2 separate regions of the Mus musculus genome follow, and region 2 is linked to region 1. The links are chromatin contacts, called in public promoter capture Hi-C maps. All regions are on one chromosome and are shown on one strand. Each heading gives the region's core, a stretch centred on a gene start, on an enhancer-like site or on the middle of the called end of the contact. The rest is flanking DNA. Distances are from core to core; before and after follow the strand shown.

Region 1 (5,587 bases), core at 1,899-4,398:
CTTTGTGTGTGTGTGTGTGTGTGTGTGTGTGTGTGTGTGTGTGTGTGTGTATGTGTGTATGTGTGTGTGAGCACACATGCCTTTTGCCATGATGTGAATGTGGAGGTCAGAAGACAACTTGTGGGAATGGATTCTCAACTTCTAACCATGGGTCCTAGGGACTGATCTCAGGGCATCAGTCTTGGTAGTGATCACCTTTACCATCTGAACCATCTTGCTAGCCTTGTTTCCGCTGCTTTCCTAGTTCACTGACCTGCCTACATTTGTTCTCTTTTGTGCAAAGAGGACATCATATTACCCTATCTACTTTAAAGGGCTTTTAATAAATGTTATGTGATATAAAAATTGGTTTTGCATACACAAAAGGGTTCTGAAGCATAACAGTCGTCAATGTTAGTTACAAATTTTAACAAATCTTGGGATTTTAAGGTAATATTTGATTTATAGTTAATACATGTGCATGTGTACATGTGTGCATGCCAGATGTTGATGCTTGGAGTCTCCCTCAATCACTCTCTACTTTATTAATGAGGAGGGTCTCTTACTTGACTCAGAGCTCATTGATTTCACTGATCTAAACAAGGCAATTTCACTCCGGGGCTCCCTTGTCTCTCTCTGTCTCCTAAGATCTGGGTCTACAGGCAGATAACTTCCCACTTGCCCAGATTATACAGAGGTTCTGGGGATCTGAACAGTCTAGTCCTCATATTTGGCTCAGTGAATATTTACCCCTCAGTGAGTTATCTACCGAGGGTGTCTCTTTATCTTTTCATCCAGTCATGTCTGAATTGTTACTTCTTCAAGGGAGTCTTGGCTGACATTGCTCTGTTTACCAAATTCACACTGTAAAGTACCACATACCTTTCTTTGCAAGTATTTTTTTTTCTAGTTATAGAATTAAGTCAATTTGGCAATTTAAAAATTAATGTATCTCCTTCACTAAATGGGGCAAACAATGAGTTCAGTCTCTTCTTTCCATATATGTTTACTACGCAAACACATGATGTGATAAGTCAACACTTGATAAATGAGAGGAGCTTGTTCCATATGTACATTTGGATATCAAAGAGAACTGCATCATCTCAGCAGCAATGCTAGGCCATGGTATATATTGTTGGGAGACCCAGCTGCATACCTATGAAACTGCTCAAAGAGATTCTGGGGCAGGAAGGTGAGGAGAGTGTACTTGGTTGTACAGATGCTGTTGCCTGGGTACCTCCTGCAGACCTTCTTCCAGTCCTGGTGACACATGCTGTTGTTGGGGTATACGACCCGCTGCTCTGCTGTGTTGTGGCTCTGTCTGTCTGTCTCTGGAGAAAGCAGTGGTGTGGTTTCTGATGGAGATTGGGAGAAGCCATCTTGGGTTCGCCATTTCCATCGGAGCCAAGAAAAGTCAAGAGAGCAAGTCATTTCTGGGATCAGGTGACAATAGTCTGCAAACACACAGGAAGTTGCTGTGATCAGGAGAGCTGAGTGGAATGTGAACACAAGAAGTCACTATGGTAAGGAGGATAATACAACATGGCATCTCTTCTTTTGTACATGTAGAGTTCAATCTTAGAAAAATAGAAAAAGTTCCTGCGATGCATCTGTTTTAAGGTCAGATACATTAAGTAAACAATAAAAAAAAATTATACAACTACCACAAGGATCAGCATTGTGAAAGCAAGTGATGGTGTCAGTGTGGCAGTTGTTGATGACATGGTTGATGATGTCATGGAAAAGCCAAATTGTGGTCTGCAAAGATGGGATGCTAGGAGGCTAAATTTGGCTCATTCTTAACAGTAAACGTTCTCCATTCACCTTGTTCATCTTCAACATAAAAAGAAGAAAGAGGGGCTAGAGAGATGGCTTAGTGCTTAAGAGTGCAGTTCTTACAGAGAACCCAGGTGAGTTCAGTTCCCAGCCATCAGATGGCTGCCAATTACATGCAAATCCAGTTTCAGGGGATCTGATAGTCTCTTCTGGGCTCTGTAGGTACTAGGTATACACATCATATACATACATACATATATACATTCAAGCATGTACATATAGACACATGATATAAAAATAAAGAAACCTTTAAAATAATGAATTGGCTTTTAAAAAATGAAGAAAGCTATTTTTACCATCCTTTGCTCATGTGGTTAATTTAAATTTTTAATGTATATGTATAGATATGTATTTTACCAGCATATTTGTCTGTGTACCATTTATGTGTCTGGTGCCTGAAGAGGCCAGAAGAGGTTATTGGATGTCCTGGAACTAAACTTACAGACAGTTGTTAGTCACTATGTGAGTGTGAGGATTGAACCTAGGTCCTCTGGAAGAATAATCATATTCCTAATACTATCCATGTAGGAACAAATTTGAGAGGAACAAATTGGGAAGTACATAAAATTGTGTTGACATATTTTAAGACAAAATGAGAAATGTTTATATTTTAAATACTTTTTAATTGAATTTTTAAAAAAATTAGTTAACATATGGCTGGACGGTGGTGGTAGACACTTTTAGTTCTAGCACTTGAGAGAGAGAGGCAGGAGGATCTCTGTGAGTTCAAAGCCAGCCTGATTTAAAGAGAGAGTTCAAAGATAACCAAGCCTACACAGAGAAATCCTGTCTTGAAAAACCAAGAACCAAAAATTAAATTAAATTAAGTTAAAAAGTTAGCATACTATGTAATGGGTTTTATTATAACATTTTTATCCATATATGTCAACATGCTTTGTTTTAATTGCTCCACCCACTCTCTCTCTGCATGCCCTATGTACTTCCCCCTTCTGGTCCACTCCTTCTCCCTCCAGAGTTGCCTCCTTCAATTTCCATGTCACATGGATTCCATTACCAAGAGTTCTTTAGTCTTTAGGATTTCTTTGGCTATGAACATTTTAACCTTACAAAATTTCAGAGCAGGACATCAAATGGATGGGTCTGGGGACATAGCTTGTAGGCAGAGTACAAAAAGCAAGAGGCATTGGGTTCCACCAAACATAAACCTATTCCTTAGTTAAGGTTTTACTGCGGTGAACAGACACCATGGCCAAGGCAAATATTATAAAGGACAACATTTAATTGGGGCTGGCTTACAGGTTTAGAGGTTCAGTTCATTATCACCAAGGCAGGAGAATGACAGCATCCAGGCAGGCCTGGTGCAGGAGGAGCTGAGAGTTCTACATCTTCATCTGAAGGGTGTTAGGAGAATACTGGCTTCCAGGCAGCTAGGATGGGGTTTTTAAGCCCACATCCACACTGACATACCTACTCCTACAAGGCTACACCTACTCAAACAGGGCTACACCCTCTAACAGTGCCACTCCCTGGGCTGAGCATATACAAACCATCACAACCTGGTATAGAGGGCATTCGTCCATAATCCCAGCACTCAGGAGACAGGCAGGAGGACTAGCAGTTCAATGTCATTATCAACTATACAACAATTTGAATGGCAGCCTAGTAGGTTTTATAGGTTCTCTCTCTCTGCGTCTCTGTGTCTCTGTGTCTCTCTCCTTTTTCTTTCTATCTTTCTGTTTGTTGTTGCTGTTGCTGGTATTTCAATGAGAATGGAAAGTGGAACAGCGCAGAAAGATACTTTTCAAGGACACCTGGACATGCAGTGACTAGGCTGTGGTGACCACTGCTTGTATCATAAATGTAAGCTGGTCTTTTCTATCATCTTTGTCTTGGGGATTATAATTCCATTTGGTATATCTCACACCTGAGTGCCTGGCCAAGAAGATATTCTTCCTAGATGGCTGATTTGATTGTTACTATATTTGGATTAAGACATGTCTAGGGTAGCAGTTCTCAACCTGTGGGCTGTAACTCCTTTGTCAAACCTCTGATTCCAAAAATATTAACATTATGATTTATAACAGAAGCAAGGTTATAGCTATAAAGTAGCAATGAAACAAACAATTTGTGCTCCATAATATAGGAGTTGTATTAAATAAATGCAGCATTCAGAAGACTGGGAAGCACTGTTCTGAGGGATGCCTGGGCACCGATGGCTCCGGCTCCGGCTTGATGCATTTGCACTGTGACAGTATTATTGTGGGGTGGTGAAAAGTAGGAGGCCAAGCCTCTTTGCAGATAACGTAAGTCTCTGGGCTGTGACTTGTTTTGGCCTCAGCCTGTGTAATCTTCTCTTTTTGCTTCCTATCCATCAGAATAGGAAGAAGAGAGGCTGGGGCCCAGCTCTAGTGGTTTTAGAACCTGAAGGAGGATGTATGGAGTCTGTGAAAGACTTGGACGGAGAAGAGCAGTTCATACACTCTGGCACGGAGACAGCTCAGTTTACCTCTATTCCCATATCTATTTTTTTTCCACAGCTGAAAAGTTTTATATTAATTTTTTTATGAACAACCTCTTTTAAGGACCTCCTACATTTGCAAATAATGTGCACACTGTACTTTTCCCTTCCTTCTCTTCCTCAATCCCTGCTTTTTTCTGGTAACCCATAATCCACTTGGCCTCAGCAATCAGTTAATATTTAACCCAGAACACAGGTACATAGCCAAGTGTCTGTAGTTGGCAGCAATTGCAGTTACAGTATAAAGAAGTGATAGGCTACATATCCAGGAAATTCGGACTTATTTATTGGTACCTACTGTCTCCCCACATCCTGATCAGGAGATCTAGTTCCTTTAATGCCAAGGGCTCCCAGCAAATTAGTAACCTGAGACAGTTCCTCTCTCTTGTTTTAGCATCTCTGAGTGTTCTCATTTATTCTTGGAACCAATGATCCAGCAAGACCTTTCTCAATTTTTGATAATCACCTAACTGTTGTTTGGAACAGTTGCGTGGGCAAATTGTTGTCCGAGCCAAGTTCCTATCGGGAGAGAACATCTGGCCATCAGCTGACATACCCAGACAAGCTCTGGTGTTGACTCAACCAAATCATCCTTATTAACAAGCAAAGGAGTTAATAAGGATCTCTTCTGCTCCCACAATCCTCAGAGATGAACAAGAGTGAATCATGGCTGGAGCTTTCTTTTTCTGATTCTAGGGAAACGTCTGTCACAGACAAAGTGTCAGTAAAAACTGCCAATAGCAGAGCCAAAAATCTGCAAACACAAGGCAAAAGTGAACCAAGAAATCCCTCTGGAAAGGCCAGGAGATTCTGGCCTCACAGGTTCTTGCCTTGAGGGGACCCAGCTCTTCAGGCCTTAACTTTGCTTGACATTTATAGGCCCTTTCTGGAAGAGGCTTGGCCACTGTCAGAACTTTTACACAGTGCTCCCTCCACCACAAAGTTCTGCCCAAGCACATGGAGTTTGGTGGTTTGAATGTGAACAGCCCCCATGGGCAAATATTTTAGAATACAGTCTCTGGTTGGTAGAATTATTTAATGACTATCTCCCTGCTGACAAGCTCCTGGCCATGGTGATCATGGGCTCTAATGCTCTGGGAACTGGAGCCCCAAATTAAATGCTTCTTTTGTAAGTGGCCTTGGTCATGCATGGCAATAGGACCGGAGCCAAACAACCTTGGACTGAACTCCATGAGCCAAAAAGAGGCTGCTTTGCAGAAGTTGTTTTTGTTGGGTATTTTGGTCCCAGTCACTCAAAGGTGACCAGCAATTGTAGAGTATGGTGCTTAGCAT
Region 2 (5,587 bases), core at 787-3,286, 200 kb before region 1:
GAAAAGTCAAAGAAAACAAGAGAAACCAACCAACCAACCAACCAACCAACCAACCAACCAACCAATCAACCAAATGTCCTTAGGTTATTAAGGATTATAAACAATATATGGGGCTGGAGAGATGGCTCAGCTGTTGAGAGCACTGGCTGCTCTTCCAGAGGTCCTGAGTTCAATTCCCAGCAACCACATGGTGGCTCACAACCATTTGCAATGGAATCTGATGCTCTAATTCTGGTGTGTCTAAAAAGAGTGACTGTGTACTCACATACATAAAATAGGTAAATAAATCTTTAAAAATAATATATTAAAGCATCCGTAACTTAAAATGATTGTTCACTAAACAGCAGCTAATGGTTTAGCTACCTTCATGACACGACTATCTGGTTTTCCTTGCCTCGAACACAATGGATTAATACATGTGTAAGATCAGTATCTTAGTCTACAATAATGTCTCAAAACTATGGAGCAACTGTTCCTCAAGTGCTACAAAGGAGCTCATGGAAATGAGCCATCTAAATCCACCTTCACGTCAGCCCTGAAAAGATAAGTTAAACATTTAACTTCCCTTCCATGGGCAGATGGCCCCTGATGGGGTTTGAACAATTTATCAAATAAGCTGGAGAAAGATATCATTCATGTTCCAGAAGATCTCAACAGACTTGGGTGATAGGCTAAATTAAACAAGATGAACTGTTTTATGAAAAATTGTAAAACCTACTACCTATTGGGTTCCATTTCTTTTTCCTTTTCTTTTGGCACAGCATGGAAAGGGAGAAGTGGCAGGCTTAGGGCTTCCTGTGGCTGAAGTTCAGTGGGAAGCCATTGTGGGGATCCAGCTATCTACACAAAGTGGTCTTTGTCCTTCCTCATCAATAGAACAAGGAAAGTCAGAAGGAGGAAGGTGCTGCTTGCTCAGCGTCTCTCCACAGACCACATGCCTACAGTAGGATGACAGATTCCCAGGATATAGGCTGAGTAAACGCCACAACCCAACTGCATTACATGGAGCACATATGTGGCATCTGAGCTCTTTTGTGCACAGTGGTAAAGGTAGCTGGGTGTTTTTGAATGGAGTTAGAATGCAAGGCATTGGGGGTCAGCAGACTAAAGCTTCTCCCACCATCAAAGGTGGACACCATTCCATAAGGTCCATCCTCTCACCGCTCACTAAGGCTTAACTAATCCCCAATCTGGAAGCTGCTTTGAAGAGCTTTCTCTAAATGGAGACAGGGCATACACACTGATCCTCTCTTTGGGGAATTTGAAAGTGGGAAAATGATTGAAAATCAGGTAGTGCGTGACAGATCTATAAACTGAATTGTTCTCTGGAGGAGGCCAGGCTGTTAGAGGGGCAGGATAAAGGAGTACGGAAACGTTAAGACAAACAGGAACAAGAATGAGGAAGCAGGAACCCTTAGCTACAGTAGAAACAATAAAAGAGGTGGAGTTTACTGAAGGTCAACCTGGGTTTGCTGAAGCAATGATGGCTTCTCTATTCATTTCAGAAGAAACAGAGTTGCTTTGCCAGCTCTGCTTTCCCCTGGAAGCTTCCTGACGCTTCACTTGAGGTTCATCTTAGGTCCACCATTGAAGTACCTCCTACTACCTGAGGTAGTCTGTGGGAATACCTGTTCTCTGTAAAGAGAAGGTATTTAAAAGTTTCACGTGGTGAGCTAGAGCCCCCAGGAGACTGACTATGAGGTCATAGATGCCTGGGGGCTGTCACGTGGAAAGGATGGTCAAAGGAGTGTGGATGTCTGTGTAGAGCAATGATTTTCACAGTGAGAGCCTCAGACAGCCACAGGGCATCTGGAAACTCCATTTCTAGGTCCACCTTGGACTCACCAGATGAGAAAATTTGGGGGTGAGTCCACCACTGAGGGGTTCTACAAAATTGTTCCATCTGAGGCATCCTTAAGTTTGAGAACAGTTACCCTAGAGATGAGATTTGACAATGACATGGCAGAATATGAGTGTGAAGAAAGGTAAGAGAGCAGTCAGTAGAGCCAGTTCCCATTAGGTTTCAGGAACTTGGTCCCGTGAGCCTAGGAATGCTGTAATTCTGTTGTGTAATTCTGACACAACAGAACTGCTGCTGCCCAGTACCCTGGGAACTGATTTTTTTTTAAAAAACTAGGATTAAACTTTAAACAATCCTGTTGGCATAGCAGAGATCCCACAACAGCAAATGATGTGCACAGCAGCTCACACTTGTAGAAATTTTAAATCCCATTCTGGGGTTTCTACCCTGCCTTGATCATTCAGTTCCCAGATAAAAGACACACAAGCAACCTTTATATTTTCATTAAGCCTGAAACAGCATAAGAACTGGGCAGAGCTCTATGCTATTAGAGTCTTCTTTCCTATCGATAACCCCAAGTTATTACTTACTATATTTTATCTGGGCTGTTCTTAACTCCTATTGGCCAGCTCTCAGGGCCATGTTTTTATGGCTCAGCTAAACCATGGCTGCTTCTCCTTCCTCTTTCACCTCTTCTCCCTCCTGGTTCTCCTCTGATTCCAAGCCTGGGAATCCTAAACCCCACGTATGTCTCTTCTGCCCAGCTATTGGCTGTTGGCATAGTTATTCACCAATCAAAAATAACAAGATCACACAGTGTCACTTGGGTCTACATGAGGACTCTCTTATCTTTGGGACAACCAGGTTTTGGGGACCCAATATTAGCATTAGGATACAAGTAGCACTAGGCCAACCAACTATACACTTTGGCCACCCAGAATTGTGAGCCAGTCTGTCTGATGACACCATGGCTTCAGAACATGATAATATACATGCCTGTACCCATAGAAACCCACCTTGTTACATCTTCCAAATGAAGACCCCTGTCTATTATTCTATTATCTTATGCAGCCCATGGTGCTCTAGTTATTGCCCAGCAGCACACGTCTTCTTACAATCTGGTCTAAGAGTTGAATTCCTCCAGCATGTGTGGCTCAGCCTGCTCTAGCGAGCACAGTTCCCAGGTGCTTGAAGGAGACAGAGTAGGTATGATATATATATGAGCAGAAGGCAATACTAGATTCAGAGACTGGGAAAAGGGAGACAGAAAGCATGAAACCCAAGCAGTTCCCGCTGCTTTGAGGAGGGCTGGGGCTGCTTAGAGTTGGCTGTGTGTCTCTGCTTGTTCAAGAATGGCTCTTGACCTGCAGATACTATAGAGAACTGTGAAGTTCCTGAGCTCAAGAAGATGCTAAAAGAGGAAGTGTGAAGTAGGCAGCAGGCTATGCAGATCAGGAACAGGGACTGAGGATGGGCATCAGAGACTTTGTTGCCATGGTAACTCTGGGGCTAGGGTAGCAACGAACTGATTGTGTCTTTATGAGCCTTTCTTGGGGCTTCTTGTCATGTTCCTTTCTGAGTTAGGGGTCAATCCTGGCTCCTACTTTCTACCATGCAATTAAAAATTTCTGGGAGTGAGAGTCTACCTTGTCACTTGCTCATGGGGACCTCTAGGTCCTCATTAAACTGGCTTCAGTAAGACTCCAACATCAGAGCATACAAGTATAGGACACCTGAACAAGCATTTGGGGACGGGAGGCCACACTCTAGACACCAATGTCAAATATACATGTTGAGTCTCATGGTGGTGATCATGAGTGCATGGGCAAGCTGCTTTTCTAAGTTATGGGATCATTTTCAGACTGACCCTGAACAATGTCCATGCAAGCACTCAGCCCATGTTATTATTGATATTCTTGCCTTGGTATTGCAACACACTTCCAAAGTTCAAGTGAAGAGGGCTGGATAGATTGCATCAACCCTTCTCCACAGCTCCTGAAGCAGAGGCAAGGAATCTTATGATCTAGTATGAATAAATGTCCTTCTTGCGGTCTGTGGGGACAAGGTCACCAAAGCAGCCAGTGGTACCAACCCCTGCCCCAGCTGGCTGCCATCAGTGTTTGAGAATCCAAAACAGATTTTTTTTGAAAGATTTATTTATTATGTGTGAATATACTGTTGCTCTCTTTGGACACAAGAGAAGAGGGCATCAGATTCCATTACAGATGTTTGTGAGCCACCATGTGGTTGCTGGGAATTGAACTCAGGACTTCTGGAAGGCCACTGAGCCATCTCTCCAGCCACCCCACACCCCCCAACAGGTTTTGTATCAGCGATTTTTCTCTGGCTTTATCCATTCCATTTTCCTATCTCCCTGGCCTGGAATTTGGAAGGGCCCTGGGAACTTCTCTCAGCAACTCCTTTCCTCTCTTGTCAGTCATTTCTCTGACCCATGTCTGATTGTCAGGTTTCCATGGGGAGCCCTAGCCTCTCGAAGACTCTCTGTTTTCTGTTCTTAGATGGGCTTGAAGAAACCAGAAAAGGCATGTGAGGCAAAAGCTGCTTGAATTGATAACAATGGGACTGGCAACCTCAAATTCCCTTCCATTGAAAATTCCTGGGGGTGGGGGTCGGGATGGGGCTCTTGCTTTCAGTACTTTTAACTTTTTATCATGCCTCTTTGGATTAGGTTTTTGGTGGGCTTTCCAAAACTTGGGTGGAAGGTGTCCACTAAGAGTGGGAAGGGGTGCAAAAGCAGATGTCTATTTGCCACAAAAAGGAGCAAGTAAGGAAAGGTTAAGATGTGTACGTTTCCCACACACATTTGGCCTCTGCTTCCTTCATCCAATGAGGCAGCTGAGTCTTGACTCCCATTCTTGTGTCACAGAACAAGTTGGAGAAGTTACAGCACCCTGGGATGAGTCCTGCGCCTTTCTTTCTTGTCCCTCTCATCCTCTGCTCACCCTGATATCCCCATTTCCTGCTTGGGGTCTTACAGCCAACAGCCAGAGCTCCTGAGCTCTGTTTAAAAAAAAAAAAAAAGCCGTCACCATGGTAACCTGCATCCTGCTCCATTTCAACCAGAGATACAAAGAAGCAGCAAAAGAGAAAGTTTAATCAGATTAAAAAAAAAAAAAAAGGAATCTTATTGACAGTATCCGTCTTTTTGGGAATAGAAATGTTCCATTTTAGTGGTGTTATCAAATGCCAGTCATTTTATGTCCTGTGGCTTCCAGAGGGTCAAAGTCATTGCTTGCTTTCTAGGGCTGTAGATGTCACGCCTTCTTCTCCAGAACGGGTTGAAGGCTCTTATGTGGCATGCTGGCTTTTTGTTTCTGGTTTGTTTATAGGCAGGGTCTCATGCAATCCAGGCTGACCCCAAACTTGCTATGTAGCTGAGGCTGACCTGCTTTCAGCTCTCGAGTGCTGGGGTTACAGGCTTTCTGGGTGTTGCTGCACTGGCCCCTGTTTATGCTTCTTGGAAGGAATTACGGTGGGATTCACTCTAGGGAGCTTTCCAGGCTTTTCCCACCTCAGTCTCCCCAGCCTACAAATCCTTACATCATAATGGAATGAGAAAAAATAGCTGTGACATCCTTGAAGGTCGCTTACTCCACAGCGCCACTCTTGAATTTGTGTGTCTAGTGATTCTTCCCAGGCATCTATGCCCAGAGAATGCTCCTGGATCTTCCTCAGGAGGGCGTGACCTCAAGAGGGCGTGACCTCTGGAGGGCGTGGCCTCTGGTCTTCATGACTCACTTGGAGCTGGGAATTATCTGGCTCATG

What was found. Promoter capture Hi-C pulls out the DNA fragments that hold promoters and counts their contacts.
Region 2: a promoter capture Hi-C map of liver shows a contact between it and region 1, with 2.5 times the contacts expected there. The contact joins the enhancer-like site here to the promoter of Atp10b in region 1. A contact is called at or near these places in 2 of 39 promoter capture datasets (both in liver), 2 of 15 datasets of contacts at CTCF or cohesin (large pre-B cells and pro-B cells), 1 of 484 Hi-C or Micro-C datasets (cortical neurons) and 1 of 9 other capture datasets (liver).

Annotation. Positions count from the first base shown.
Region 1 is chr11:43,147,438-43,153,024 of GRCm38.p6, reverse strand. It overlaps Atp10b (ATPase, class V, type 10B), which reads right to left and starts at 3,148. Exons shown (of 23, transcript NM_176999.3): 1 at 3,073-3,148; 2 at 1,136-1,433. The coding sequence starts at 1,410.
Region 2 is chr11:43,349,675-43,355,261 of GRCm38.p6, reverse strand. No RefSeq gene overlaps it. Among named protein-coding and RNA genes, the nearest start is that of Mir146, 22 kb to the left of the region's middle. Within about 2 kb of position 2,036, at least 55 of the 459 cell types and tissues checked have an H3K27ac peak or open chromatin away from gene starts, as enhancers often do. A contact at or near this core is called in liver and pro-B cells, where this site is marked.